Linked DNA regions of Mus musculus: all the other regions are linked to region 5. A link is a contact called in public Hi-C, HiChIP or PLAC-seq and promoter capture Hi-C data. All regions are on one chromosome and are shown on one strand. The core of a region is the stretch at or near the end of the contact, and the rest is flanking DNA. Distances in the headings are between cores, read along the strand shown.

What was found. Promoter capture Hi-C pulls out the DNA fragments that hold promoters and counts their contacts. A called contact is a pair of places that touch in the nucleus more often than the background predicts. HiChIP or PLAC-seq counts read pairs in DNA pulled down with a chosen protein or histone mark.
Region 1: a promoter capture Hi-C map of pre-B cells shows a contact between it and region 5. The contact joins the promoter of Fam209 here to the promoter of Pfdn4 in region 5. A contact is called at or near these places in 9 of 39 promoter capture datasets (the 3T3-L1 cell line, 3T3-L1-derived adipocytes, the C10 cell line and 5 more) and 1 of 115 datasets of contacts at active chromatin or transcription factors (embryonic forebrain).
Region 2: a promoter capture Hi-C map of pre-B cells shows a contact between it and region 5. The contact joins the promoter of Cass4 here to the promoter of Pfdn4 in region 5. A contact is called at or near these places in 7 of 39 promoter capture datasets (the 3T3-L1 cell line, the C10 cell line, cranial neural crest and 3 more) and 4 of 115 datasets of contacts at active chromatin or transcription factors (embryonic forebrain, embryonic stem cells and forebrain).
Region 3: a contact with region 5 is called in a Hi-C map of the G1E-ER4 cell line, with 3 times the contacts expected there. The contact joins the promoter of 1700017J07Rik here to the promoter of Pfdn4 in region 5. A contact is called at or near these places in 6 of 39 promoter capture datasets (the 3T3-L1 cell line, 3T3-L1-derived adipocytes, the C10 cell line and 2 more), 4 of 484 Hi-C or Micro-C datasets (the G1E-ER4 cell line, cortical neurons and macrophages) and 4 of 115 datasets of contacts at active chromatin or transcription factors (astrocytes, embryonic forebrain, large pre-B cells and 1 more).
Region 4: a contact with region 5 is called in an H3K27ac HiChIP or PLAC-seq map of large pre-B cells, with 8 times the contacts expected there. The contact joins the enhancer-like site here to the promoter of Pfdn4 in region 5. A contact is called at or near these places in 7 of 39 promoter capture datasets (the 3T3-L1 cell line, the HPC-7 cell line, HPC-7-derived erythroid cells and 4 more) and 4 of 115 datasets of contacts at active chromatin or transcription factors (astrocytes, embryonic stem cells and large pre-B cells).
Region 6: a contact with region 5 is called in a promoter capture Hi-C map of second pharyngeal arch cranial neural crest. The contact joins the enhancer-like site here to the promoter of Pfdn4 in region 5. A contact is called at or near these places in 10 of 39 promoter capture datasets (the 3T3-L1 cell line, 3T3-L1-derived adipocytes, the HPC-7 cell line and 6 more), 2 of 15 datasets of contacts at CTCF or cohesin (large pre-B cells and pro-B cells), 80 of 484 Hi-C or Micro-C datasets (the 3T3-L1 cell line, the AML12 cell line, B cells and 50 more), 16 of 115 datasets of contacts at active chromatin or transcription factors (the NIH/3T3 cell line, VIP interneurons, astrocytes and 13 more) and 1 of 9 other capture datasets (embryonic stem cells).
Region 7: a contact with region 5 is called in an H3K27ac HiChIP or PLAC-seq map of embryonic stem cells, with 8 times the contacts expected there. The contact joins the enhancer-like site here to the promoter of Pfdn4 in region 5. A contact is called at or near these places in 7 of 39 promoter capture datasets (the 3T3-L1 cell line, cranial neural crest, embryonic stem cells and 4 more) and 4 of 115 datasets of contacts at active chromatin or transcription factors (astrocytes, embryonic forebrain, embryonic stem cells and 1 more).

The regions. Positions count from the first base shown.
Region 1 is chr2:172,471,161-172,475,403 of GRCm38.p6, forward strand. Fam209 (family with sequence similarity 209) reads left to right here and starts at 1,394. Exons shown (of 2, transcript NM_029608.1): 1 at 1,394-1,681; 2 at 2,796-3,156. The coding sequence starts at 1,433. The coding sequence ends at 3,059.
Region 2 is chr2:172,392,116-172,395,844 of GRCm38.p6, forward strand. Cass4 (Cas scaffolding protein family member 4) reads left to right here and starts at 1,529. Exons shown (of 7, transcript NM_001080820.3): 1 at 1,529-1,890. The coding sequence starts at 1,855.
Region 3 is chr2:168,975,857-168,979,774 of GRCm38.p6, forward strand. 1700017J07Rik (RIKEN cDNA 1700017J07 gene) reads left to right here and starts at 2,413. Exons shown (of 2, transcript NR_040326.1): 1 at 2,413-2,704; 2 at 2,871-3,050.
Region 4 is chr2:172,411,072-172,415,357 of GRCm38.p6, forward strand. All of the region lies in intron 1 of Cass4 (Cas scaffolding protein family member 4), which reads left to right. Among named protein-coding and RNA genes, the nearest start is that of Cass4, 20 kb to the left of the region's middle. Within about 2 kb of position 1,685, at least 79 of the 459 cell types and tissues checked have an H3K27ac peak or open chromatin away from gene starts, as enhancers often do. A contact at or near this core is called in pre-B cells, where this site is marked.
Region 5 is chr2:170,508,957-170,513,148 of GRCm38.p6, forward strand. Pfdn4 (prefoldin 4) reads left to right here and starts at 2,274. Exons shown (of 4, transcript NM_001110152.2): 1 at 2,274-2,513. The coding sequence starts at 2,490. Gm16796 (predicted gene, 16796) reads right to left here and starts at 2,971. Exons shown (of 3, transcript NR_040367.1): 1 at 1,883-2,971.
Region 6 is chr2:172,214,251-172,218,232 of GRCm38.p6, forward strand. No RefSeq gene overlaps it. Among named protein-coding and RNA genes, the nearest start is that of Mc3r, 32 kb to the right of the region's middle. Within about 2 kb of position 1,736, at least 25 of the 459 cell types and tissues checked have an H3K27ac peak or open chromatin away from gene starts, as enhancers often do. A contact at or near this core is called in embryonic basal ganglia, second pharyngeal arch cranial neural crest, stem cell-derived motor neurons and 1 more, where this site is marked.
Region 7 is chr2:172,302,447-172,306,201 of GRCm38.p6, forward strand. No RefSeq gene overlaps it. Among named protein-coding and RNA genes, the nearest start is that of Gm40008, 9.7 kb to the left of the region's middle. Within about 2 kb of position 2,040, at least 9 of the 459 cell types and tissues checked have an H3K27ac peak or open chromatin away from gene starts, as enhancers often do. A contact at or near this core is called in embryonic stem cells, where this site is marked.

The DNA.
Region 1 (4,243 bases), core at 144-2,643, 2.0 Mb after region 5:
CAGATGGTTGTAAGCCACCATGTGCTTGCTGGGAATCGAACTCAGGACCTCTGGAAGAACATTCAGTGCTCTTAACCTCTGAGCCATCTCCAGCCCCTTGATGATTTAAAAAAAAAAAAAAAAAAAAAGAATACTTTCACATTTCTCAACCTTAAAACTTCGATATCAGGCTGGCGAGATGGCTCAGCGGATGGCTACCGAATGCCAGATCTGACTTCAAAAGCAGTACCTACAGACATGGATACCTAGCCCAGCAATACCTTCACCATGGGAATTTTCACGATCTTGCTCAGGGCCTGCCAAGGATGACCCTCCAAACAGACTGCACTGCACCCCTGGCCACAGCCAGAAGCACCAGGGCCGCCTGCTTCTCTAGTGAGCGTCTGTAGCTGTCTAGATGTCAGGGCTCGTTTCTGATCCAGCAGGAGGCCTGTGCCAGCATCTGGTAGGAGGCCCACAGAAACCGATGCTCTGCCCTAGGGGAACGCCCTGCTGCCCACTGGCCCCTGGACACAGGAGTCTGTAGAAGCCACGCTAAGCTCAGAGTGTAACACATTTGGAGGCAGTGTGAGTGTTAGCAGAAAGTCATTTCTCAGGTCATTTCTCAAGATCCCTGCAGTGAGCTACGAGGGACAAGCGTGGGCCTTAATGCTGCATGAGTAGTGCGTGTGTGTGTGTGTTGTGTGGTAGGTGTGTATGTTGTGTGTGCACAGGTGCATATGTGAGCATGTGGAGACCAGAAGTCAACCTTCAGTATTATTCCTGAGACACTGTGCATCTTGTGTTTTGAGATGGTCTCACTGGCCCAGAACCCAACAAGTACTTGGGCTGGGTAGCCAGCAAGTGCACGTTCAGGCTGTCCCGGCCTCCCCAGCTCTGTGACTACAAGTGCCCACCACAACTAGCTTTTTAATGCATGTGCTGGGGACTAAATTCAGGCCCCTATGCTTGCATTCAGACACTATCTACTGAGCCATCTTCCCGGCTCCTTGGGTGACAGTCCCCACAACCCTTAGATGGTAGTGTAGGCCAAAGGAAAGAAATCCATGAGCCCCAGTGAGTGGCCTGTGGCTGGTAACCTTGTTTCTCGATCTACCCCTGTTGGGACACCTTGTACCTGTATCTTACCACTGTCTGGATCAAATAAGTGAAACCAGAAACAGACGATGGCCTCTCCTTAGAGGGTGCCAAGCTCAGAGCATTCCAGCAAGGAAACAGCATCCTCTCTTCTCGTCCCTGGAAGTCCTACCAGGCAGGCTACTCACGGTGAGTGAGCCTCAGGCTTCTTAAGCTAAAGGCATCACAATGACTGGAGCTGTTGGCTCAGGGCCCTCTGTGACATCACGAGCCCCCAACACTAGCCCATCAGTGTCTCTGGCACCACGGCAGGCAGCCCCACCATGTGTAGCTCCCTGGGCCAGCTCTGCTCACCATGCGGACGCTGCTGAGATGGTGCCTGTTCTTGTCTCTGTGCGTCTCTTGTGCCTGTGCCTTCATGTTTTCTTCGATGAGGGAGAAAACCAAGGAAAGCCCAGGGAAGGTGCCTTGCGGCGGACACTTCCGGATTAGACAGAATCTTCCAGAGAATGCCCAAGGCTGGCTTGGGAACAAATGGCTCTGGCTTTTTGTTGCCATTATGATATATGTGATGCTGAAGTTTCGAGGAGATGGCGAGAATAAGGTAAGGATGTCCTTGGTCACACCACAACCATTCATTCGCTCTCAGAAACCCAGGTTAGGTTCCTACAAGTAGGACCACTAGTGTCTGACCTTGAACTTTGGCCAGAAAGCCCTATGATGATAGCTAGGTGAAGTTGCTTCCTCTGAGGATGAGATGGTTTGAGATGGGTTCCTAAACAGCTCATGGTTTTCCTGTGAAGTAAGCTTTGATTATTTTCCCCGACTTGAGAGTAGACTCTGGAGCTCACGGTGTGTTCTGTGGTGTCAGACCTGCTCACAGGGCCAGGCTCACACACTCCAGGCGAGGTGAGCTCTTATTTCCCTTGCTTTTGACTCACTGAAAATGTCTGAGCCAAAGGAAGTTTCATCTCGAGTAAAGTTTGAGGCCTCTACTCAAGAGTCACTACGGGTGTCCCCCACAGTGGCTTGGAGCTCTTCGGGGATTGGAGGGACAGAGGTTCAGTCTAAGATAAACCCAGCATTTCAAGACACTGTGGCCAGGGTCTGGGAGATGCCTCAGTTAGAAAAATGCAGCCTTGGGGACTTAAGTTCTATCCATAGCACCCAGATCAAAGTCAGGCCTGGTGGCGCCCCTGTCCCTGGAGAGCTGGCATACCCCTGTCCCTGGAGAGCTGGGGAGGGAGGCTTAGGAGGACCTTGTTAGACAGCCAGTCTAGCAGAATTCTGGAGTCCCAGCTTCAGTGAGAGACCTTGCTTGCCTCGGGAAATATGGTGAAGTGGTGAGGAAGACAACCACTATCTATCAACCTCCACACACATATTCTGGCTAGAGCAAAGGCGGCCAAGCTGCCTGTAAAGGCTCAAGTGGGAGTCATTTTCAGCTCTACAGGCCATAGAGTCTCTGTGGCAGCTCCTTCCTCCCTTTCTGTCATTTGAGCCTGAGAACAGGCCCAGCTAGTAACAGAGCTTGGCTGTGTGCCAATAAAACTTTATTTACGAAATCAAGTCGCGGGCCAATTTGGTCACAGTTAAAACCAACAACATCCAGACTAGGTTTGTTATTGTGTCCCCTCTTGGCTGAGTCTAACTTTTGGAACTGCGTAGGAACTAGTGAGGCCACTGGAATACTTCACCCGGAATCTCTCTCTCGACAGGAGCAGCATCCTCCTGGCCTCCGAGGCTGCCAGCTCCGCTCTCCACCAAAGAAAGCTCAAAATATTTCCCCCAGCAAAGACTTCACTTTCAATACTTTAACCCAGCTCGAGATGGAATTGGTGAAATTTGTGTCCAAGGTGCGGAACCTTAAGGTCTCCATGGCAACTAACAGTAACTCCAGGCAGCAGGTTCCAGAGAGCCCCACGAACCTGTACAATAATGTCACAATATATGAGATATGGGGGGAGGAGGACTCTGAGTGAAGAGGTTTATAGTAAAGTATAAGAAAAGACAAGTATTGACAGACAGTATCCGAACTAATAAAGACTATTCTGAAGAAGAAAGAGTCCCCCACGTGAGCTCTTTCTCCCCTCCACAACCCCTCTTGTTTGTTTGTTTGTTTGTTTGTTTGTTTGTTTTTAACTGGAGTTTAAAATGCCAAGTCCCAGTAGACTTGGAAGTACAGGCACGCACAGATCACTGATCTGAGCACAGGTCGCTGGTCCTGGGAATCTGCCAGGCTCCAGAATGTGGAGGCAGGCGCTGACATTTTCCTGGACACTCTTGGTTTCTATATACTATCTATATACTATCATATCAGATTCGAATGACTAATTTCATCCCAAAGTCAAACTTCATGGGTTTAAAATGACAGTGACTCCGTCAAGAGAGGTAGTTCTGGAACCTTCTGCTTCCCCTGCAACCAGGAGAATCTTTATTCATTCCATCCTACAGGCCTTCTGCAGCATTACAAACTTTTTTTTTCTAGTAAACTGGCAATTACATGTGGACTTTTAGAGTACAGAAACAGCGGGTTTTATCTGTTCCAGTCTGTGGTTCCAGAATTGGAGACAGTTAGTGCACAGGGACTCAATAGGGAGGAGGGGAGGAGATAACTTCTATGGCTTTGGGTTTAAGATACTGATGAACTAAACAAGGACTCTCGAGTTAGTCTTTTTAAAATGTATTTTTAAAATATTTATTTATTATATGTAAGTACCCTGTAAGCTGTCTTCAGACACTCCAGAAGAGAGCATCAGATTTCGTTATGGATGGTTGTGAGCCACCATGTTGTTGCTGGGATTTGAACTCAGGACCTTTGGAAGAGCAATTGGAGATCTTAACCGCTGAGCCATCTCACCACCCCCCTTAAATGTATTTTTATGTATGTGCACATGCCTGCCGTTTGAATGCACACCACAGGCATATCAGTGTCCTCCGAGGGCAGAAGAGGGCCCTAGAGGGCGCTGCAGTTACAGGTGGGTGTGAGTGCTTTTAACAGCTGAGAGGAATTGGCTGGCTTACAGTAGTGTCAGAATGGGAACCTGAGAGGAGCTGATGGCACAAGTTATTTTCACAACATAGGAAGGATCCAGATGGGCAAAGTAATAATGATATTGAGAGAGCTACCGGTAGTTTCAATGTTTCAATATGGGCATATTTCAGA
Region 2 (3,729 bases), core at 279-2,778, 1.9 Mb after region 5:
AGCGAGAGCACGCCTTCTGATCTGTCCCTGTGCAGAGCAGTGGGCTGAAGCTCTTATGATTCACAACTCCTCTCTGCAGCTACAGCGTTTCCTAAAATGGAGCTCGCACTGCCTCTGATCTGACGCACCCCACCCTTTTCAGAATGTGTCTCTCTTGTGAAAAGCCTTCTGGAAATTACTACTTCTTCCCTGTGGACTTTGGCAGGGAGCATGTGGCTGACAGCTACTTCTATTTGCTAAGACAGATTCACACCGTAGTCCAGACTGGCCTAGAACTCTGAGGTGGCCCAGAACAGCCTTAAAGTCGCAGCTGTTCTCCTGTCTCAGCACTGTAGATGTGGGGGTGGGAGCATGCCCGGTTCTACATTTGTCTAGAGCCTGTTCATCCTGTCTAGTCATTGTCACCCCCTTTCGCTACTGTCGCCTGCAGATTGCTGATCACTGGTTCCTTAAAGACCATTTAAAATAGAGACAGCATTCTATCTGTTTGCTTGTTTTGATTGCATTTATTTTATCTGGGGAGGGAAGTATGCACACGAGTGGCAGTATGCATGCAGAGGTCAGAAAGACAGCTTGCAGGAGTCCTCTTCTCCCACCGTGTAATTCCAATAACTCCAACAAGTTTTCAGCTTAGCAGCTGACAGCTTCACCCACTGAACCATCTCACTGGTTCAATTTTTTTAAATTTACTTTTTTTTTCCACTTTGAGTTCGGGGCTGGCCCCAAACTTACTTTGTAAGTCAGGCTATCATTAAACTCACTGAGATTAGCCAGCCTCTGCTTTCTGGGAGTGCTGGTATCAAAGGAGAGTGCCACCGTGGTCTGGCTATGGCATGCTTTTTAAATCTCACACCTGGGAGGCAAAAATAGGTGGGTCTTGGTGAGTTTAAGGCCAGCCTGGTCTACAGATCGAATCCCAGGGGAGCTGGGAGGAGCTGCTTAGAAGAGGGGACCCTTATGCTGAAATGAAATGAAGCCTAAGCTAGTTTTGGGTTTTTGTTTTGTTTTCTTATTTGTTTGTTTGGTTTTTTTGGGGTTGTTTGTTTGTTTGTTTGTTTTTGGTTTTGGTTTTGTTTGTTTTTTGGTTTTTTTTTTTTTGTACTCCGTGGCTCCTCTCTGGATATTGGGTCTGAGTTGAGGGAAACTTTAAACTTGGGAAGTCGTGAGGACTCCACTTCATGAGTTCAGAGCACTCGCTTGACACAAAGAGCCAAGTGTGGGGCAGTATCTGGTGCTCTCAGCAGCGCCCGCTAAAATATAACCACGGAGAATTGGAGTGAAGGTGTAGAAAACGTGGGGTTCAGAGCAGGGCAGTTTACTCCTGTTACCCCAGCTGTCACACCGCAGGGGACAGGAAGGAAGACATGCTGACCCTCAGCGGAAGTCCAGCAGCTTTGCTTCATCATGGAAATGTGTTGCCTCGCTGGGTGGGAATTGTTCCATTAGTCTTCAAGGGACAAGAATGCGGTGTGATCCTACGCTGGGCTGCTCAAAGTAGGAACTTCACCTTGTAAAGCAGAAGGGTGGGTTTTTTTTTTTTTTTTTTTTTCTCCTTCTTCTTCTTTTGTGGTTTCACACAGCAAAGGAGTGTCAGCCTCCACTTACCATGAAGTGGGACAGCAGGCATGGAGGCGTGGGTGTGGCCTGAAGCTCTGGCCCCGCCTCCCCCGTTCCTTTCATTTGACTCTCTTTACTTGAAAGAATCATCTCGACTGTTTCCATGTGTTGGCAAACAGTTCCATAGAATCCAGCTCCTGGGAACCAGCCAGCAGCATGCAGTGATATTGCATCATTGGTCCCTGGAACCAGATATATCAGCGGCAGAACTCCGAGGACCCTGCTCACATCACAGCCATGAGAGGCACCAGCATCAGAGAGGGTGCGCCCAAGGTGAGTGACTGATTGGGGCTGAGTGCATGAGAGCAACAGTTGACTCAACTGTTTTTATCTTTGGGTCTCTAATGAACACGAAGGGTAGGTTATTAGTGGCAGGCAGGTTTGGAATGAGAAAGCTTTGCTCTTTACCAGTTGTTGGTTTCAAGATGACTGGAAATGATGGGGTGAAATCGGCAGGAGGCAGACAGCCCAAGCCCCCACTGTGTGTCTCTTCACCACTCAGCAAACTTCTTAAACATTCTCTCTTTCTCTGCATCCTGAAGGTGCTTAGTGTGGCTCTCAAGGATTCTGACTGGCTTGGGGCACTCACTTCTCTTGAATAGAGAGAGCTTAGACCTTGGCTCTACTCTTGCTAACTCCAATAAGGACACCCATGAACTGCCTTCGTGTTCCTTTGGGCGCTGGGGACTGGAACTCTGGTACAAACTGCAAGTCTGGGCCAGGAACCAAGAGACGGTCCTATAGCATATGTATAGCATGGCACACTGCTAACCCAAGAAGGGCACTGGAGCCTGAGATGTGACGATGGTACTTGCAATACAGGCATAAGGACCTGAATTCAGTACCCAGTACCCACATAAAAAAACAAAAAACAAAAAACAAAAACAAACAAAAAAAACAGGCATGAAAGCGTGTACCTGTAACCCCAGAGACGGCAAGGAGGTGACAGCAAGGTCCCTGTAGTTCTCTGGCCAGCATCCCTAAGACAAGCAACTCCAACTCCACACACACACACACACACACACACACACACACACACACACACACACACAAATAAAGTGGGTGGGTGATGGAGAAGGACATTGTGACATCAACTTTTGGGTTTCACACACCCATACTGTATGCGGGGGCTTGGGGAGAAGGAGGAGAGATCACAAGGAAAGTGAAGCTCACAGTCGTTGCTTTTCTGTCCCCTCCTATTCTTTCAAAATGTGATAGAATGGTAGATACAAAAGAGCCATGAAACAGTTGCTAAATGGGAGGCTGCTTGCCGGAATTAAATGTTGCTTGTCATTGTGATAGTAACAAGTGTTGGGCGTGGGATCCAGGGCTGGGGTCTGTGGCGACTCCTTGTTTAGATGACTTGTAAATATCTGAGTTGAGAATCTTGCCCCACAAAGCGCTGGGGAAGTGAGTAGTTGAGCCAGCCCCACTAAATCTTTCATCCAAAGGCATCCCCGCAGTTCCGGGCAGTCTGTCTCTCCGGCAGTCTGTCTCTCCGGCATACGGCCTCTGTCTGTACATCGACTGATGCTACAGCTCTGCTCACTGTTGCTGTTCAGCTTCGTGAAAATAAATAGCCAGCCCTGCACTCCTCCCTCCTGGGCTGGGGATGTTGTTCCGTTGGCAGAGCACTTGTCTCACAGGCACAAAAGCCCGGGTTTTGTCCCCAGCATGGGCTACACAGGCCTGTAACCCAAGATGATGGGGAATTCAAGGCATCCTCAGCCAGGGCCATCAACAACAGCAGGACATGCTTCATTCCTGTGCGTTTGACCTGTATCCTTACCTTCACATAGGTATTATGAGCCCATTTGAACGTCAGAACAGTCTCCAAAAACACCCTTGGGTCTGTTTGTCCAGTTCAAGGCTTCATCTCAAGGTCACACTCTTTGCCAGGTCTTGTCCTTAATCTGGAATAACCCATTTCCTATTTGTCTCTCACAACTTTGTCGGCTCTGTTTGTTTTGTTTCTGCTGAGATGCTTTTAAGATCTGAAACTTGGCACCACTCATTTCTGCACGTTTTATATGTCATAGTATAATCTGTAAGCGCATATGTATTGTCCGGGCAATGATGCACAGCCCGCTTGTCTGTTTGGTGCAAGGCCCA
Region 3 (3,918 bases), core at 1,163-3,662, 1.5 Mb before region 5:
GACGCTTCCTGCTGTGTTTATGAAACAATCACAAAAACTAGTGGTTATCCTTTTGGAAGTTGCTTACAGATCCCATCCTCCACTCACCTTATTGACACGTACGCATCAAAGCATGGCTGAGCAACGATGATAATTTTATAACAGCGAAGATGCATCAAATTAATTATGTCAAAACAGCAATCTGCCTACTTCCTCTCTAAAATGTGTAATTATTAATTTGGGGGAGGATATGGAAAGCGCCAGCCACACCGTTAGAGCCAAGGCTCACCCTCGGGAGCAAGGCTTCCGTTTCCTTTTGAGATGCATTATTTGAGAGTTTATGTTTGGCAGGATCCGTTACGTGATTGGCACCCCCAAAATATTTTAAAGATTCTCAAGAAAGTTCTAGAACATTGTCTTGGAATAAAAGTCGGTGGCTAAGACTGTGGGTGGGTGTGTCCTCAGAACATTCTTTTTTGCCTATAATGAGGACCAAGCTGTCCTTGTTTGTTGGAGTCTCTGTCCAGCTAAGTAGAGAGAGTATGTAAGAGGCTCCCCGCCCCTATTTCTTAAGTGCCATGTTAAATATATACACTTAGCCTTCCTCAGTCAGGGCTGAACCTTTATTATTTATTTCCACATAGGTGTATGTGTGTCTCTGCGTGTGTGTGTGTGTGTGTTTGCGTGTGTGTGTGTGTGTGTGTGTGTGCGTGTGTGTGTGTTTGCATGTGTGTGTGTGTGTGTTTGCATGTGTGTGTGTGTGTGTGTGTGTGTGTGTACTGGCCAGAGGTCAACCTCAGGGGTTCTTTTGATAGTGTCCCATCTTGGTTTTTGAGACAGAGTTTCTTCCTAGACAGCGTTCACTGATCCATTAAGCTGGTCAGCCAGCAAGCCTTGGAGATCCTCCTGTCCCCACCTCCCCAGTGATGACATTATTAGCCCTGGTCACTGCACTTTGTTCTTTACATACATAGGTCTTGAGGCTCAGGCTCAGACCTTGTCCTTCCGTGGCGAGCATTTACCAAGTGATCTCTGCAGCTCCAAGGCTATTTATTTAGTTTTAGATTTATTTATGTGTATGATTTGCTTATGTGCATGCATGTGCATACCATGTGCACGCAGTACTCTGGGAGACCAGAAGAGAACATCCATCCCTTAGAACTGGAGTTACAGGAAGTTCTGAACTCCCCGTGGATGCTGGGAACTGAACCTGGGTCCTCTGAAAGAGTGACAAGTGCTCTTAACTGCTGAGCCACTTCTAAAGCCCCAAGGCTGAACATAAAAAAACCCATCTTTATTCATTTTTTGAACTTTTCATATATGTATATAGTATATTTTAATCATATTCATCCCACCCCCTCTAACTTCCTTCCCTCCCTCCTTCCCTCCCTCCCTCCCTCCCTCCCTCCCTCCCTCCCTCCCTCCCTCCCTTTCTTGCCCTCCTCCTTTGTGACTCAGTGTGGGGAATTGCAGGCTGGTCTCCAGTCGAGCTGAGGTTTGAACCCGATGGTCATAATTTACCTACATGACACGGTAGGCGTTCCCTCATGTTCTTGGAACTCCAGGCACTGCCTAAGGTACCACCTCCCACAGCCCCCACAAGAGAAGCATGGTCAGTAGTCATGTAAGCAATGTCCCAAGCTTCTGACCTTCAGGCTAAACTCCTCCCCAGTTACCTAGCAACAGTGAAGACCATAAAAAGGGGTGCTCAGCCCCCACCTCGCTCTCTTACTCCTTTGTCCTCTACCTCTCACTTCTCTCTCCTCTTCCCTTCTCTTTGTCCTCTCTTCTCTCCTTTCTCTTTCTCTCTGAGCCTCTCTCTCTCTCTGTCTCTGTCTCTCCCCTTCTCTCTTTCCCCTGCATTTCTATAATTAAGCTCTTAAACCATGGAGTGTCTCTGCCCTTCAAGTTCCTCTGCGCCCTCTGGTCAGTGTTGGGAACTTCTTCCCCCATTCCCTCTCTTCCACAACCCTGGTGGCTTTAGCAAATTAGCTGGGGGGGGGGGTGTCCCCAGGCAGGGCTGCCCCTTGGCCACCCCTTCAAGAGTGAGATAGAGGAATGCCCACCCAGGGATGAGTGGATAGGGTAGGTAGCAGCCCTCTCACACCTGACTGACCAGAGAATAGGGAAACTCTGCCGGGGCATTGGGCATATTTTTCCTTCCCTTCTTCCCCAGGGCCCCATTCTTTATTTTGTTCCCAACAACTGAGTCTAGTCAGTGCTGGCTGTAAGCGCATGATTGGGTATGGGGCCATTCACTAGGCATGCTCACCCTGGCACTGGCCACACCCTGAAGAAATCCATCTCAAGCTTTCTTAGCGCCCACCAACGCCAACCCCTCAGCGGGAGGCGGAGCCCCGTGAGCCCCTTCCTTCCGGTTCTGGAATGCTATTTAGGTCTTGTGACAGAAACCATGGTAACTGAGTTCCCTAGGGCACATGCAGTCCTGAGGCAGCATTTAGCAGTCTTACTCTACCTCCGGCTCCAAGGACGTTCTTTCCATTGCTTTGCTGCTGTGCTGTCTAAACCTTGGAGAGGGAAGCCTGGTGGAGCTGAGGTCACATTCAGGGCTGAACACTCAGGCACTGTCAGCAGTTTGGTAGCCGGCCTGTGAGTGACTTCTAAAAGCCACGCATTCACTACAAGTTCTGATTTCAACCCCATGGTACAGTTAGCCATAGACCTCACGTCCTCGGGAGACCTCACACCTCAGTAAGCAATTCAGGTTCGTAGGTTCTGGGGGCTGCAACTGTGGCTAAGTTATCTGCTGCTTTTCCTTATCTATTTTCTAAGTTTTAAATATACATGTATGATGTATGCACATGGTGTGTGTTGTACATTCCACGAATTTACCATGCTACTCAGCAAACAATGCTCAAATTCATCTACAGATGCTTTAGTTACCATGAGATCCTACTGCCCTCGTCGGATGCTCGATGCGCTTCCAGTTCAGAGCCAAGGATATAAAGGTCTGTGTCAGAATAATGGTGAATCTGCCAGAATGAGTGCAAGCCAAACACCCCATTTCTTGGTGCTACAACCCGAATAAAACATATTAGCCGTTCCCTCCAGATGGTTCTCTATAGCTTGTTACTATTATAATTTGATATGCTCATATCTATGTGTAAGAAATCTTGGTTACTTATAAAGTCAGTGTCTCACTATAGAACGGGGGTAATTTTATTATTGTTAACTACTACTGTTATGTGTGCATGCAATCCCATGTGTGTGAAAACAGGGATGTGGAAGGCAGGTGGTGACAAGTTTCGGGAATCAGTTCTTTTCGTCCACTGTGGAATCCGGGATTTGAACCAGGTCACCAGGTTTGAGCAGCAGGCATGTTTACCAGCTGAGCCATTTCTTTGGTTCGGGTGAGTAGTTTAAAAATACTGATGCACACCATAAACAAAGTAGGAAAAGTGCAGGTTCGAAGCAAGAGTTGCAGATGTAGCTCAGTTAGTAGAGTCCCTGAGTTCAGTTTTCCAGTATCACATAAGCCTGGTGTGATGTCACAGGCCTCTAATCCAAGTACCTGAGGTGTAGAGATAGGGGGATCAGGAGTTCAAAGTCATCTCCAGCTACACAGAGAGCTAGAGGGTAGCCTGGGCTACATGAGTCTCAAAAGGAAAAAAGGTTTGAGAGGTTTCCTAAAGCATCCCGGCACAAACATTTAAATGAATTTACTTCTTTTTATGTGTATGGGAATTTTGCCTGCAAGGGGCTGTCCACTACACTAATGCCTTCAGAGGCCAGAAGAGGGCTTCAAGTTCCCTGGAACTGAAGTTATGGATGGCTGTGAGCTGCCGCGTGGGTTCTGGGAATTGAATCTGGGTCTTCTGCAGGGACAACCAGTGCTCTTAACTGCGGAACCATTTCTCCAGCCCCAACACAAACATTTCAAATTAAAAATAAAGAAAAAAAAATAAAAATAAAGAATTG
Region 4 (4,286 bases), core at 435-2,934, 1.9 Mb after region 5:
ACTCTAGCTGCCCGTGTGCCCACCCACAAGAAGCAGAGACAGTCGTGTGTCCTGCATCATCCCTAAAGTATCCATGCCAACGTTTCCAAATTAACACGCTATTAAAAAATAGTTTGCGAGCCATCCTTGACGACCGCTGGACAGCTGTCAGGTTGCATAGCTGCGGCGGTCAACTGCTTCCATGTGTTATTTTCAAAGCCCTGAGCACAGTGGTGCCAGGAGCCTGGGTGCACAGTGATGACTCACTGCCTGCTGTCACCATGGGGGGCTGCTGTGCTGGCTCCCCTCCCTACGTGACACACTGGCTATGACTCGCCTCGCTATGTCCTCCCATAGGGCCTTTATATGGGAGTCCAACTCTGCATAGAGGGAGGTGGCCTTGGAAGAGGTGACCCTTGAACTGGAAGCTAGTCAGGAAGAGATCTGGTGAAAGAATGTTCTGGGTACGTGGAATGGCAAGGGATGAGCCCCGGGCTGGAAGCATTATGGAAATGTCAATCAACAATATGGCTGGAAGACCATTAATGAGGGCAGGATCAGCAGGCCTGAGGGTGGACCGTGGGGCCTCAAAGCCACCGGGGGGCTTAGCTGGTATCCTAATGCAGTTGTGAGCAATTCCAGTTTTTAGACAGACTTAGATGTGTGTGTGACACACACACACACACACACACACACACACACACACACACACACACACACAAGTCTTATATTATTCTTGCTGGAGACCAAGAAGGGATATGTGAGTCAAAGATAGATGGGGAGCAACCCCAAGAGCCCGAGGGACTTTGAACAGGTTATTAGACCTCGCTGATCCTCTATTTTCTTACCTGTAAAATGAAGATAAGACAGCCCACATCTGAAATATTCTGGGAGTTCGTGATGTAAAATGTCTGAGCACTCAACTTAAAAACCAAGTCTCATCCCATATAATTCACTCTGTTCCGAGAATTACCACGTGGGGTTCGCTCCTCTTCTGCTGTTGCTGTTGCTGTTGCAGTGTTTGGTTTGGTTTGACCTTTTGAGACCAGGTTTTCTATAGGCCAGGATGACCTTGAACTCCCAGCTTCCACCTCCTAAAGCTTGAATCCATTACAGGAACCGGGCCACCTTGCCTGATTCCTTCTTCTTGTGTAACAAACCGGAATTGTCTCTCTTATTAAAACTTGGTGACCTACACTAGGGGAATTTTTGTTGCCTACCCAGCAGACGTGAAGCCCTAGGTTCCATCCCCAGTACTTCAATTAATTAATTAATTATCTAATTAATTCATACTTTGATTAATCACTTGGCTATTAATTGGTTAATTATTAATTAGACACTTAATTAGTTGTTTTATTAATTGGGGAATCATAATAATTGCCTGTTTAATGTTCCAAAGGCACTCTGTGCTATTTATAAAGAACTACTATACAGAAGGGACTCGTTCTGTGACACACTTAGAGGTTACTTTTGCTTTTCAAGACGTGGCCAGGCGGCAGGCAGGCAGGCAGTCGGAGGAAACCAACCAACCGTATCTCAGGAATGAGGCAGCTGCTGGTGATCCAGCGCAGCTGTGGGTGCCCTGAGGGGCAGATGTTTCCTGGCTTGGATGATCCTAAAGATCCATTGCTCTCTGGAAATGCCCCTCCTCCCCAGAAGAAGCCACAGCTGCTGGGACAGTGTGACACTCACGGGGAACCAGATAGATGCTGCACGCTTCAGTGGCAAGCCTCCCTTCAAAAGCACTTTGAGTAGATTTCACAAGAGTGGTGAAGGGTGAAAGCCAGCGTTTGCTTTTCATTTTCCCAAAATAAATAGTTAAGTTGCAATTTTCTCTTCCCTCCCCCTCTCCTTCTCCCTCTCCCCCTCCCCCTCTCTGTCTCCCTCCCCCTCCCCTCCCCCTCTCCATCTCCCTCTCTCTCTGTCTCCCTCTCTCTCTCCCTCTCTCTTATTTTTGAGACAGGATTTCTCACCTCAGAGCCCACTTCTAGGACGTACAATGTGTCCCATGGTGGCTTCAAACTAACAGTAATCCTTCTGCCTCAGACCCCTAAGTAATAAATAGAATTACTAATAAGTAGCTTTCAACAAGGTAAAATTGTGACTCTCCTACAGAAATAGAACAAGTTGCCAGGTGTAGTGGCTCACACACTGTCCCTGAACTCTGTGGAGACAGGAGGATCAGAAGTTTAAGGTCAGCCTAGACGGCAGAGAAGCAAAGTTTGAAAGCCAAACAAAACCTCTAGAAAGGATCCCGTTGCTTTACCAAGTCTGAGCCTTTAGTCAACACGCAACAAGAGTCTGTAACCCTGCCCTTTAGCACATCAACCCAGCTGGTTTCTGCAGGCCTCCATGTGAAACAATGACACCACATTCCAGGGCAATTCCAGCATTTATCTGGTTCCAGCTCTGTGAGCATTCCTTCTACATTGTGCTTAAAGGGCCACCACAGTGTCACAGGAAACTGCCTGTCTCCCACTCTAGACAGAACTAGGTGTTCCTGCTCTGACTTTTTATCTCCTAGAGACTCAACAGCCCCAGCAGCGTGTGGCTCTGCCCTGTCCATCATGAAACCAACCAAGGGCTAATGTGGGCCCCGGGGGACACAGCTGAGAGGGAGGAGGGTGTGAACCCTGCTCTCGTGGGAGACAGTCAGAGGGATGGTTGTCCTCTGTGAGTTAGAGACAGACATGGGAAGATCCTAAACAGGCTAGAAGAACCAGTTTGGTTTGCAGGGTGGCATCAAAGAACACTTTTTCTCAGGAAGTGGCATTCATGAAGAGTCTAGAAGCGTGGAATTTCAATGGGTGAAAAGCTGCTGGTGTGTTTGGGGGTGGAGGGGAGAGCGTGGGCAGGACCGAAATCCTCAGCCAGAGAGACCATGGAAGGCTGGTGGGGAAGTATGGGAGATAGAAAACCACAGAGGGCCTGGAAGCTTCTGGACCCCAAGAGTGCCTAGGCACTGAAGGATGGTTGGGGGCGGGGAGGGGGCAGGGTCAGTGCCACGTGACAGCAGCATTAGGTAAATGTTTGCTGACCATCTGGAGGAAGATGTGTTAACATATGGAAAGGGTAGTCGGAGCTGCAGGAGTGCCAGTTCTCAATAGGAAAGTCCCTGTGTTTGTGGTTCACCATGGGGGCCAGGGGAAATCTCTGCAGCCATGCTGTGACTCTGCAGGACTCATCACCTGTCTGGACCAATAAACTCTTCCAGACAGGTAGGGTGGGCAGGGAGGTGACCCACTTCCCAAGATGAATAGAAGCCACCCACCCACTCACAGGGCAGTTTGGACAGTCTAAGTATTTCCAAGAATAGGTTAAGAGGGAACAAAACACCCATAGAAGGAGTTACAGAGACAAAGTTTGGAGCTGAGACGAAAGGATGGACCATCTAGAGACTGCCACACCCCGGGATCCATCCCATAATCAGCTTCCAAACGCTAACACCATTGCATACGCCAGCAAGATTTTGCTGAAAGAACCCTGATATAGCTGTCTCTTGGGAGGCTATGCTGGTGCCTGGCAAACACAGAAGTGGATGCTCACAGTCAGCTATTGGATGGAACACAGGGCCCCCAATGGAGGAGCTAGAGAAAGTATCCAAGGAGCTGAAGGGGTCTGCAACCCTATAGGTGGAACAACAATATGAACTAACCAGTACCTCCAGAGCTCGTATCTCTAGCTGCATATGTAGCAGAAGATGGCCTAGTCGGCCATCATTGGGAGGAGAGGCCCCTTGGTCTTGCAAACTTTATCTGCCTCAGTACAGGGGAATGCCAGGGCCAAGAAGTGGGAGTGGGTGGATAGGGGAGTGTGGGGGGGATATGGGGACTTTTGGGATAGCATTTGAAATCTAAATGAAGAAAATACCTAATTAAAAAAAAAAAAGATGCTTCAAAAGGGAACAGATATGACTCAGCAACTAGGTGGGCCGGCTGCTCTTTCAGAGGACCTGAATTTGGTTCCTAGCACCCATTGGACAGCTAACACCTGTCCCTGCCTCTTGGATGACCCTTAGACACTTCACACACACACACACACGCACACACACACACACACACACACACACGCACGCATGCGCGTGCAAAATGTTTTTGTAAAGCTAAAATTTAAAGTATTTTTGGCAAACACACTAAAAAAGCATGTCCCAGACATGCTCTTCAGGGAAGGGACAGTGAAGACGGATGCAAACTTTGTCACGGTGCTGTCACCTTGTCCCCTCCCACAGCAGTACTCAGTATGTGCCTACCACAGGCGAGGCACACACTCTACCACTTATTGCTATTTTTTAGACAGGGCTCACTAAG
Region 5 (4,192 bases), core at 1,024-3,523:
CTGCAGGCAGATGATCAAATTACTTCCTGCTAGCGAGATCTGTGGCTCCTGCCACTCAGACTTTTCCTCTTCAACCCCAGGGAACGCAGGACCTTGGGGGAGGGGCACTTGCGCGAGCGCACACGCACGCGCACACACACTGTCACAAAACGACAAATATGCTCATCATCCCTGTGTGACGCAGTCTAAAAGCTAGGACAAGCCTGGACAACATTCACTTCCAATGGAATTTGTTTTCTCTTTCTTTTTCGTGCCTCTCTGGTGGCGTTCTCCTGACGAAAGCTGCATGTGTTTCCCTTGCTGGGACAGTCAGCCACATTTACACTAACCACCCTCTCTGACACACTATCCTTATTTAACGGGTTGTTTGTGGTCTGTCTCCTGTCAGTAGACAGCAAGGTGCTGGGGGACGGGGTACTTTATCTGTTTGACATGCAGCATCCCCAGTGTCTGGTGTCTTTTCGGTCCAGTCAACATGCCACTAACTACAGATTCTCCATGACCACTGCAGCCAGACACTAGCTCTCCCTTCTGAGTCTGGTCTAAGGGTTACAGAGTTCAGGACTGGGGTTTGCGGTATATACAAATGAGTTCCTCAAAAGTGGTGCCACCGTAGTAATTCCAGGTCCAGAGATTTGACTCTGTATGTGCAACTGCTAAGTAGCAGAGTGCAAACGGCAAACCTTCCTCAGGAGGGTGTTAGGACTTCACTCTGTGGAGTCCAAGTTCATTATATCCAGAGGGCTTGATGGTATGCAAGCAATGAGCAGGATTGCATTGTAACGATAGGAGATAGATTGTAACCAAATGGGCACATGCATTATACATTAGAACAGCGGTTCTCAACCTGTGGGCCGTGATCCTTTTGGAAAGTCGAATGGCCCTCCCACCCAGGTCAAGTATCAGACATCCTGCATGTCTGGCATTTACGTTACAATGTATAACAATAGCAAAATTACTGTTGTAAAGTAGCAATGAAATAATTTAATGGTTGGGAGTCACCACAACGTGAGGAACTGTATTAAAGGGTCACATTAGGAAGGTTGAGACCCACTGCGTCATAAGCAGACAGGCGAGATCTGCCCCTCTTCCCCTCCTTGGCATGCCCTTGTGCTTGAAGCCATAGGAGGGACTGGCAGAGATGCAAGAGCGCCCAGCCGTGCTTTTACTGTCCTGCGGCTCACACCTGGTCCTCCCTGTCCCTTGGTAAATGAGACAATGGCCCATACCCCAATACTCTAAGCTCTTCTGCCCTCAGACCTCCGACTTTCTGAGAGCAAAGTCTTGGCTACCGAAGTTAACAATGGCCCTGGTTACTAAGGAAGCTCGGTGCCCACTGGGCCCTGTGTGGGCAGTCTTCCCAGGCTAACATATTTGAGCGAGTGGAAGACATATTTCTGAACCAATTTAATTTTAAACACATAAAAGAATTCATTTCAGTTGCACATGATGGAGCACGCCTCTGATCCTAGCGCTTGGAGAGCAGAGGCAGGAAGATCTCTGTGAGTTTCAGGCCAGCTTGGTCTACACAGCTAGTTCCAGGACAGCTAGGATTACATTGCAAGACCCTGTCTCTAAATATAAATAGCCAAGCAACCGTCCAGTAAGCTATTATCTAAGCATTTAAGTTTGTTATAGCGCTCTAGGTCAGTGGTTCTCAACCTATAGATCGGGAGCCCTTTACAGAAGCCGCCTAATACTATCAGAAAATAGATATTTATTGACATTATGACCCAGCACCGTAGCAAATTTACATAATGAAGTAGCAACAAAACTACTTTTTATGGTTGGGGGGGGCACTACAACATTTAACTGTATTAAAGGGTCTCAGCACTAGGAAGATTGAGAACCACTGCTCTGGATCTTTTTGGGTGTCACCTACCTTTGGCTTCATCTATTCCTGGCTGATCCCCTAGTGTCCCCTGCAGTGATCAGTGGCATACAAGCTAAGATCAACTTCAAGAGTGGCCTTCAGCTTGTAGCTTCGCCAGCACTGGGTTTTTATGTGGTAGGGGCTGTAGATCGAACTCAGGTCCCCATGCTTGAGTGCAAATACTTGACCAAATGATTTACCAAATACTTTGCCGAAGCCACGCCCTTACCCTCCTTAGCTTCTCTCTAGGTTGTTGAATAAATGGAAAAAGAATTTCTTAAGCTTCCCATTCCACACAGCTGGGTGGTACCCAGCGCTCCCCCTGCTGGCCGTGGCTGGGATCTCGGGCCCGACTATTGGCCGCTTTTGGTATTTATGCCGGCCGAGAGGGAAGCTGCCTGTCCCTTTAATTGGAAGATACCAAGTGTTTCCAGGGCATAGTTTTTTTTCCTGAGTCCTTGCCCTGGGAATTTATAGTTCAGAGACACAGATAGCAGCAGTGTTGAGATAGTGCTGTGCGTTAGGGGGGAGTCTGGCTCAGCAGGGCTCGAGAGGGACCTCGGGGGGTGACGCACGCCCGAGTGGTTTTCCCCCGCGCCCCGTGGTTCAGTCCAAGATGGCGGCCACCATGAAGAAGGCGGTGAGTGCGGCGGGGCCGGGGTCCGAGGAGCCGTGGGCCGGGGCGTGTGAGGAGACGCGGGGCGCTGGGGGCCGGGGTCTGAGGAGGTGAGGGATGCGCGGGGCCGGGGCCCGCGCTGGGTACAGGGGTGCTTCTGTCCGCTCCGCTCGCCGTCAGGGCAACCGCCTCACCTGCTCAGGGTCGTGCATCTCCTCGGGCACCGGGTCGGGCTCCGCATCCCGGGCCGTCTGCTACCGCATCCCGGGGCGTCGTCTGCTACCGCACCTCTGTGCTCCGCCCCGGACCGCTCCGGTCGGTCCACGCTCCGTGCACCGAGTGTCTAATTGACGTTGAGAGCAGTCGGCCCGAGCGAGCGCGGTGGCTCTCCGGGCTTTTCCCAGCCATTAGGAAGGACACGGGTCCCCACGCTCTGCCCCGCACACTTCACAGCCAGCCAGCCAGCCAGCCATTCCTTTGGTGACTCATCTGGTGAGATGCTGGGTCTGGTGATTTTTGTTTGGTCAAATTAGAGCTCTTTATCATTTTTAAAACGACGTCCGATCCTTGTTCATGGGGCTCGGTGTGATGTCTTATCACACTTTTGAAAGACACGGACTTGTGTGTGTGTGTGTGTGTGTGTACACACCAGACTGGTCCACGGCTTCCTATGCAGTCAGAGATGATTTTGAATTTCTGACTCTCCTGCCTCCACTTTCCAGGTGCTGGAATCACCGGTGTGTGCCACTACCCCTGGCTTTTGGTGTGCTGGTGTGGTGGACCCAGGGCTTCATGCATGACAGGCAGTAGACATGGCTATGCAACCCTTTCAACCAATATTTTGAAACTTGAGCTAAATTTGAGCCACCAACTTAAGTTAAACTTCCATGTGGGTTTTTATAACCTAAACGTGTTTCCAGGAGTGCAGGTGTATCTAATACAGGGAAAGAATTGCAGAGGAGGGGAAAAAAAAAAAAGAACAAACAAGCAAACAGCTGATAGCTATTGGGGCTTCACAGTGTGTTCGGACAGTTCTTAGCATTTGCTAATTATTTTGATCTGCTGTGTCAACCTTTTGGGAGATTCTGTATTTATTCACTTTTAGCTGAAGAGGAAACTGAAGCGCAGAAGAAAAGCTGTGATTTAAAGAGCATTTGCACTCCAGGCTCCTGTCTGTCTGTCTCTCTGCCTCTGCCTCTCTCAGGCTCCTTGTCTGTCTGTCTCTCTGTTTCTCTGTGTGTGTGTTAGTGTGTGTGTCTCCCCCCCACCCCACCCCGGGCTCCTTGTCTGTCTGTCCGTTTGCCTGTCTGTCTCTGATGAGAGGCGCTTGGCTGAAGACAGTTGCTTTCACTCTACTTTGTAAGGCCCCTGTAGAATGCCTTTGTGTTCTCGCTGTTGGCACCGTGTAGTCAGTGCTTCTGACCACTGAAGGTTGATGCTCAGCATCCCAGTTCATTAAGAGGGAATGGCTGCTGAGCCTGGGGAGGCTTCAGAGTTCGAAAGAGCCCCTCGCCCTGGTCTGTCACCCACAAATTATTACACGGTAGCAGAGTACAGTCCGGGGCCACGGTGATTTGGCCAGGTAGGAACAGGTTCATTTTGCCTCTCTTGTTAGACTGTGCTCTCAGCTGTGGGTTACACTGGTCAGTTCCACGATAAACATTGTCCTTGCTTTTGCTTTTCTGAGACAAGGTCTCACTGTG
Region 6 (3,982 bases), core at 486-2,985, 1.7 Mb after region 5:
CATTATGGGCCAACTTGGGTGTGCATAGAGAGATGTGACAAATGGCAGGGGTATGGCTCACTGTGCAAGGTCCTAGGTTCAATCTCCAGGACTTTAGGATAACAAAAACAGGTTAGGCTTGTCTGCAGAGAGAAAGCAGGACTCAGAAGGACTAGGGAAGAGCTGGTCACATTCCGTTTACTGGCATTGGAGTCTGGATCCCAAGCGCCTACATAAACACTAAGCTGCAGAGGCGGCCCAACTGCCATCCAAAACACAAGTAGCAGAGATGGGGACCCCCAGGGCAAGCTGGCTGGATTATCAGAGCTGGGATCAAGGGAAAGACCTGCTTCAGTGAATATGGTGGAGAGTGGCAGAGGAAGACACTTGATGTCAACCTCTGACCTCCACGAGCATTCGAGCATGCACACATACAATCACACACACACACACACACATGCATATACACACATATGCATACACACACATATGCATACATACACACAAGTATACATGTACACATATGCATATACGCATACATACACACATAGGCATACACACATATATACACACATGCATACACACATACCCATATGCATACACATACATACATACATGCATACACACAAGTATACATATATACACGCATATGCATATGCATACACACATGTACATATGCATACACACATACACACACATATACACACACGCATACACACATACACACATATGCATACACACATATGCGTACACATACACACATATACATACACACATATGCATACACATATGCATACACACATGCATACACATACACACATATACATACACATATGCATACACACATACACACACATATACACACACGCATACACACATACACACATATGCATACACACATGCATACACACATATACATACACATGCATACACGCATACATACATGTATGTATACACATACACACATACATACACATGTACATGCATACACACATACATAGAAGACATACGTATACACACATATACATACACACATATACACACACAAACACACACATATATACATACACAAATATGCATATACACACACATATGTGCACACATACACACACATGCTTGCACATATCCACAGGGATCCAGTTAGTAACTTTTGTTTTTTACCAATTACTGTTAAAACACTAAAAGCCACACCCCTGTGAGATGAATAAAAAGAGCAAAACCAGGTACCATGTCACCTACAGTCTTACCAGCAAGCTGTGCGTGTTTGGTGTGGATGGGCTTTGCACTGGGGGAAACAGTTCACTGTCCAAAGGCTAAAGAGCTCTCCTCCATGCACATCAATGCTAAGACCCAAAATTAAAGACAGGAGCTGGAGAAATGGCTCCGTGGGAAAGGGCTTGCCACCAAGTCTGACAACCTGAGTTCAACGCCAGGGACACACATGGGGGGAGGAGAGAACAAACTCTCACAAGTTGTTCTCTGACCTCCCCGTGTACATCGGAGCGTGTTGGCACACACAACACAAAATAAATAAATCTAGGGTTTGTAGGGTTTTATTTTTAAGTAATATTTATGAAAGGCACTTTTCGGGGTCCTTGAAGGAGCCAAAGTGGGGCACACTGACTTAATTTAATTCAAACAAGAAAAATATTTAGGCATAAGAGAGATTGGCACGTTTGCGGGATGACGTCATCCCTTGGTCCTTTTATGCCAGCAACCTGAAAGGAAGGCCAGGTGGCCACTTGAGAAATTAACCAGTTTTTTTCATTAGGCTTGTTCTCGGTCTCTGAGCAGGGCAACAGTGCCACCTAGTGGACATTGTAGAGGATAGCTAGCTGCAAAAAAAAATAGCAAAAAACGTGTGTGTATGTGAATGAGTGTGAGTGTGTGTGTGTGTCTGTGAGTGTGTGTGTGAATGAGTGTGAGTGAGTGTGTGTGTGTGTGTGTGTGTGTGTGTGTGTGTGTGTGTGTGTGTGTGTGTGTGTGTGTGTGTGTGTGTGTGTGTGTGTGAGAGAGAGAGAGAGAGAGAGAGAGAGTGTATGTGTGTGTGCCTGTGTGTTGCATTGGTTGCTATGTTGAGACAGGCTCTCACGATGTATCCAGGCTGGACTACAACTCCCTATATAGTCCAGGGGTGGGTTAAGAAATAAATACTAGGCATTAGGTCACTGCGGCTCCTTCTCCAAAAGTCAAGGGCTTTCTCTACAGGAAGACAGACACCCGGTAGAGACTGTCAAAAGGGCCCAACCAACCGCAGCTGATCTTACCAAGCCTCTCACCCAGACCTTGATGGATCAGAACCTGACCAAGATCGATCGCTGACTGCCGGGGTGTCGCGGAGCTGGCACTGTAAAGGGGACAAGAGCACACATTCTGCTGCCAAAGCCAGGAAGAAGCGGTTGGGCCAGGTGTGAGGGTCATTGAGGAGTCTGTATGAGACTGTCAATCAAGTTTCCCAGCCCTTCTCTCCCGGCAAGAGGCAGGTGAGTGACAGCAAGCACAGCCAATCAGACTTTATCTTTCCTAGCTCAGCCAGACCAAGACAAGAAACAGTCAGAGTCCACGATAGGCTAGGATAGTGTCCGGGTTAGGTTTCTGTAATAAAGTACTAACCAAAACCAACTTGAGGAATAAAGGGTTTACTTCGTTCACATTTCATCGTACGGGGACGCCAAGGCAGGAACCTGAAAACATCAGCTTAAGTAGAGACCATGGAGGGCGCTGCTTACTGGCATTTTCTCATTGGTCCTGGGTCCAAATGACTCCAGATGATGCCAAATTGATGAACAATGCAAAGCCTAACTGGGGCAGCTGTCATACTGACATCGACATCTGGTACCTAGAAGCCCAGAGCTGGCTGAGCCCATCCTGCCCTTCAGTGATTCCGTGTAGCCTGGAAACACTTTGTAACCTGCCCCACCGCCAGCCCCAGCATAATCCTTTCGTGGATAGGATATTCAAGGCTGGATCCTCTGCACTGTGGTCCCACCGCCAATACTCCTTCCTGATTCGGTGTCCTGCTCTCATTTCTGTCAATGTAACAAAAGGTCATTTGGTGGGGGAGGGGGGAGTGACTCACCTCTCAGTTCCAGGCTACGGTCAATTATTATGGAAAAGTGGAAGTGTCGCATGCACAGTCAGGAGCAGGAGATGCACAGAAGCTTGGACGTGTGCAATATCTGCTCGTGTGCTTTCTTTGTTCCCATACCACCAGCCTAAGGAATGGCACTGCCCACAGTGGGCTGGAGCTTCCCGTATCAATTAGCAATCAAGACAGTTCCCCACCAGACATGCCCACAGGCCAGCTTAATCCTTCCTTACTGAGACTCTTCCCAGGTGATATCACGTCAACAGTTAAAACTAACCAATCAGCTGGGTTCCTGAAGAGAGCAGGTAATGGTTTTAAGTGGAAACCCTCTTGGTGCTGGGCCTATCAGGAGCAATAGTGAACATTGCCAATGCCTGTATGTCATCTAGACCAGCAATGGCCTGAATCAACACAGGCTCTGATGTCGGGAGGCCAGTACCTACATACTCAGCCCAGGAGTGGGTCCCCGGGCTTTTCTGGTGGCTGGACTGGCCAGTTAGAACACAGTATGTGGCTTTAAAAGTGCTTTTGATTCTCTCTCTCTCTCTCTCTCTCTCTCTCTCTCTCTCTCTCTCTCCCCTCTCTCTCCCCCTCCCTCCCCCCTCCCTCCCTCCCTCCCTCCCTCCCTCCCTCCCTCCCGTTCACATGTACATTGGTGACCTGTTGCTTTTGCTCATGCATGTCCATTAAAAGCCCTTAAACTCCTAGTGACTTATTCCAACACTCCGGAGGCTGAGGCAGGAGGGGCACCCAAATTTGGCTGCCAGCCTGGGCTATGTAGTTAGCTCCAGTCTGGACTGAAACGTGAAACCTTCTCTCAAAAGAAAAACAGCCGGGCGTGGCCCTCGCCTTTAATCCCAGCACTCGGGAGGCAAAGGCAGGGGGATTTCTGAGTTCAGTTCGAGGCCAGCCTAG
Region 7 (3,755 bases), core at 790-3,289, 1.8 Mb after region 5:
TCTTACAGTTCAAGGCTAGCCTGGGCTACAGAGTAAAACCTAGTTTCTAAACAAACAAAAGTAAGAGCTTCTTCAAAAGGTCCAGAGGCCAAATATCCACGCACTTCTCCATATTTCCTAATCTCCTGACAGTGAATTAAAGCCATGTGACTAGCCCCAGCCAATCAGCTACAAGCAGAAGAGCCGCTTCTTACAGCAAAGGCCTGATAGCTGCTTTATGTCCTTCCAGACAACACAGGCACTAGACATCAGGGCCACCCCCAGCTCTAACTGTTAAAGACTACACACCGCCAAGGCCCCTGCCAGCCCATGCTGGATACGGAGCTGTGGGCAGCAGTGTGGGCAGCATTCTTCTGCCAACAGTCTTGAGTTTTAGGAATGGCTTCACAGGTATCATTTTGTAGCCATGAAATATATTTTGCCTTCAGGAAAAAAATAGTCGATATTAATGTACTGTGCTGGTTAATTTTATGCCAACTCGACATAAATTATGGTCATTGGAGAGGAGGAAACCTCAGTTGAGAAAATGCTTCCAGAAAGTCAGGCTGCAGGCAAGCCTATAGGGCATTTTCTTAACTAGTAAATGATGGGAGAGGGCCTGGCCCACTATGGGTGGGGACATCTCTGGGTTGATGGTTCTGGGTTCTATAATAAAACAGACTGAGCAAGCCATGAGGAGCAAGCCAGTCAGCAGCACCCCTCCATGGTCTCTGCATCAGCTCCTGCCTCTAGGTTTCTTCCCTGTTGGAATTCTTGCCTTGGTTCCCCTCAATGACCTGTGACACTTGTATAAGCCAAATAAACCCTTCCCTCTGCAAGTCGCTTTGGTTACTTACGATGTTTCAGCACAACAGTAGTAGCCCTAAGACGTGGGCCAACCACACAAATAGAATGAATTGAACATTTTGAAATGTTTTATTTTTTTATTTTGTATTATTATTATTATTATTATTATTATTATTTTGGTTTTTTCGAGACAGGGTTTCTCTGTGTAGCCCTGGCTGTCCTGGAACTCACTCTGTAGACCAGGCTGGCCTCGAACTCAGAAATCTGCCTGCCTCTGCCTCTCGAGTGCTGGGATTAAAGGCGTGCACCACCACTGCCCAGCCCTTGAAATTTTTTATTAACAAAAAAATTTGTGTGTACCACAAACTATATTGTGTATATCTATGTATTTATGTATGTTTGTTTGTATGTGTATGTATGTATGTATGTTTGTATGTGTATGTATGTATTTATGTATTGTGTATGTGTGTATGTATGTGTGTGTATGTATGTATGTGTGTGTGTATGTATGTGTGTATATGTATGTGTGTGTATGTGTGTGTATGTATGTGTGTATACATTCACAAACACATATGCATCTACTCCTCAGAATAGCTGAATGGCAAAAGCTTTGTTTTAGCTTTGTTTTCAATTGTGACACCCTGGAGGGTTAGTCCCAGGACCCCTGTAGATACCAAAATCCAAAGTGAGCTAGGCACAGTGGCACATGTCTGCCATCCTGTCACTTTGAAAGCACAGGCTGGTGGGTCAGGAGTTCACGACATCTTCACACACACAGTAGGCTCAAAGATTGCCTGAACTCTGTCTCGCAAGACACACAGGGGCAGGGAGATGGCTCTGTGGGCACAGACACTTCCTCATGATCTGGTTTTCTCCCCAGAACCTACACAGTAGGAAAGATCCGACTCCCACAAGTTGTCCTCTGACCTACACATACGCAGACAGGGAGAGAAAAAAAAAAATCTGCTTTAAAAGTCATGTGTTCAAAAAAAAAAAAAAACCACTGGATGAATAAGATTTTTATACAAAATGGTTCATGGCAAAATATTTGCATATAACCTATGCATACCCTCCTACAAGCTTCAAGCTATCTCTGGGCTAAGAACAATGCCTAATATGTAAATGCTATGTAAATAGTTGTCACCCTGCAGTGTTTGGGAACCAAGAAAAGAAAATACTTTGTACCTATTCAATACACATGCAAATTCGTCTCCAATTATGTTCAAACTGTGGTGGCTGAGCTTGAGCTGGAACCCACAGAAAGGGGGCTAACCCTGCATGATCAGTTGTATGCCACGCCCCCTCAAGCATGGGACTGGTGACGTTACCCTATCCTCCTCTTTCTTGTGGTTTGTACAATTATTCTAAGACAAGGATGGAGCAAGGGGGTGATTCGTGGGTAAAGTGCTGGCACACAAGCTCGAGCACGTAAGCTGGGATATCCATCTTTCACATAAAAAGCTGCATGTGACCCTAACCCCAGAGCTCTGAGGCAGAGACAGCTAGCGCTCCGGGCTCCTTGGCAGACAGTCTAGCCAACTGATGAGTTCAGATTCAGTGAAAAACCCAAGCTCAAAACAAGGTAGAGAGTGGTAGGGGAAGACACTTGCTATCAATCTCCAGCCTTCCCCCCACACCGCCACACAGACAAAGGTACACACACATGCACACATATGCAACTATGTACACATGTGCATATGCCTATACATACAGGTGCACACACATGCATGCAGGTGCACACACATTCAAAAGAAGAAATAAAGAATCTAAATGTTAGCCTCCTTATTAAAGAGTATTTTATTAAGTTAATTTCAAAAATCTCCCAGGAGAACACAACCATTTTCTGGTTCTAGTTTAAGTTTAGATTGTTGAGCCTCTGCTCTCCCTGATCAGAATTTTCTGAACCCTGGTGATTTTGGCCCCAGTGCTTCACTGAGAATGCAGCTGCGAGACATGCAAACACTCAAGAGAGCTGACTGGCGAGGGCTGAAGAAGGATCAGCTGCAGAGTGTGGGCTTGGCTAAGGAGAGCGGCGAGGAACCGGCAAGTGGCTCAGGCCAGCAAGGACCTGCGGGGAAATGGAAACTGGGGGAGAGGACAGTTGACAGAAGCTGTCTCCTGGGACAAGGAGCTATCGCTGTCATCCTCTGACAGAGCCCAAGTACAATCCCCCATGGCTCCAACTGGACAAGCAGAAAAACCACAGAACGACAGACAGATGGACACAGGCCACACAGAAGACAACAGGCACCCAGAGAGAGCCAGGGTGTCACAACGGCAGACCTGGGCTAAAATTGAGGCTTTTGTCACTCAGCTGCTCTAAGGATAGATGCATATATGTTTGTGAATACACACACACACACACACACACACACACACACGCACGCACACGCACACGCACACACAACAGTCTGTGGTGCACATGAATGCTAAAGAATGACTAGTGTTATTCTGTGGGTTGCCCTGGTGCTATTGCTATACTGATGTTAATTCTGCTTCCTCAAGAGGGGCTGCCCCACCCCGACGCATACTCAGGCGATTTCCTGTGAACCTTCTCCCCATTCTAACTGGTCAGATAAAGGCTAGAGCCTGTGATTGGGCAGTGGAAGGGAAAGGTGGGGCTGGAGGTTTTAGAGAGTGGAGGAAGGGTAGGGAATGACAGAGGAAGAAGAGGAGGAAGATGGAGCAGAAACACATGGCCTGGAGAAGGCACAAGTAGCAAGGGCTCTCATAGCTGGGGAATAGATTAGTGTAGTGGTAAATCTGCCCAATCGAGGCGTACAGCTTATAAATATTATAACTGAGTTGTGTGTCTTTTGCATGGGCTTATTGGGGTTGGAGATTTACTACAATCTTACACGCATTCACGACCGGCCAGGAAGAACGCAGCAAACCAGAATCTTCTGCGGCAAAACTTTATTGTTTACATCTTCAGGAGCAAGAGTGCAAGAGAGCAAGAGCTCTATTGC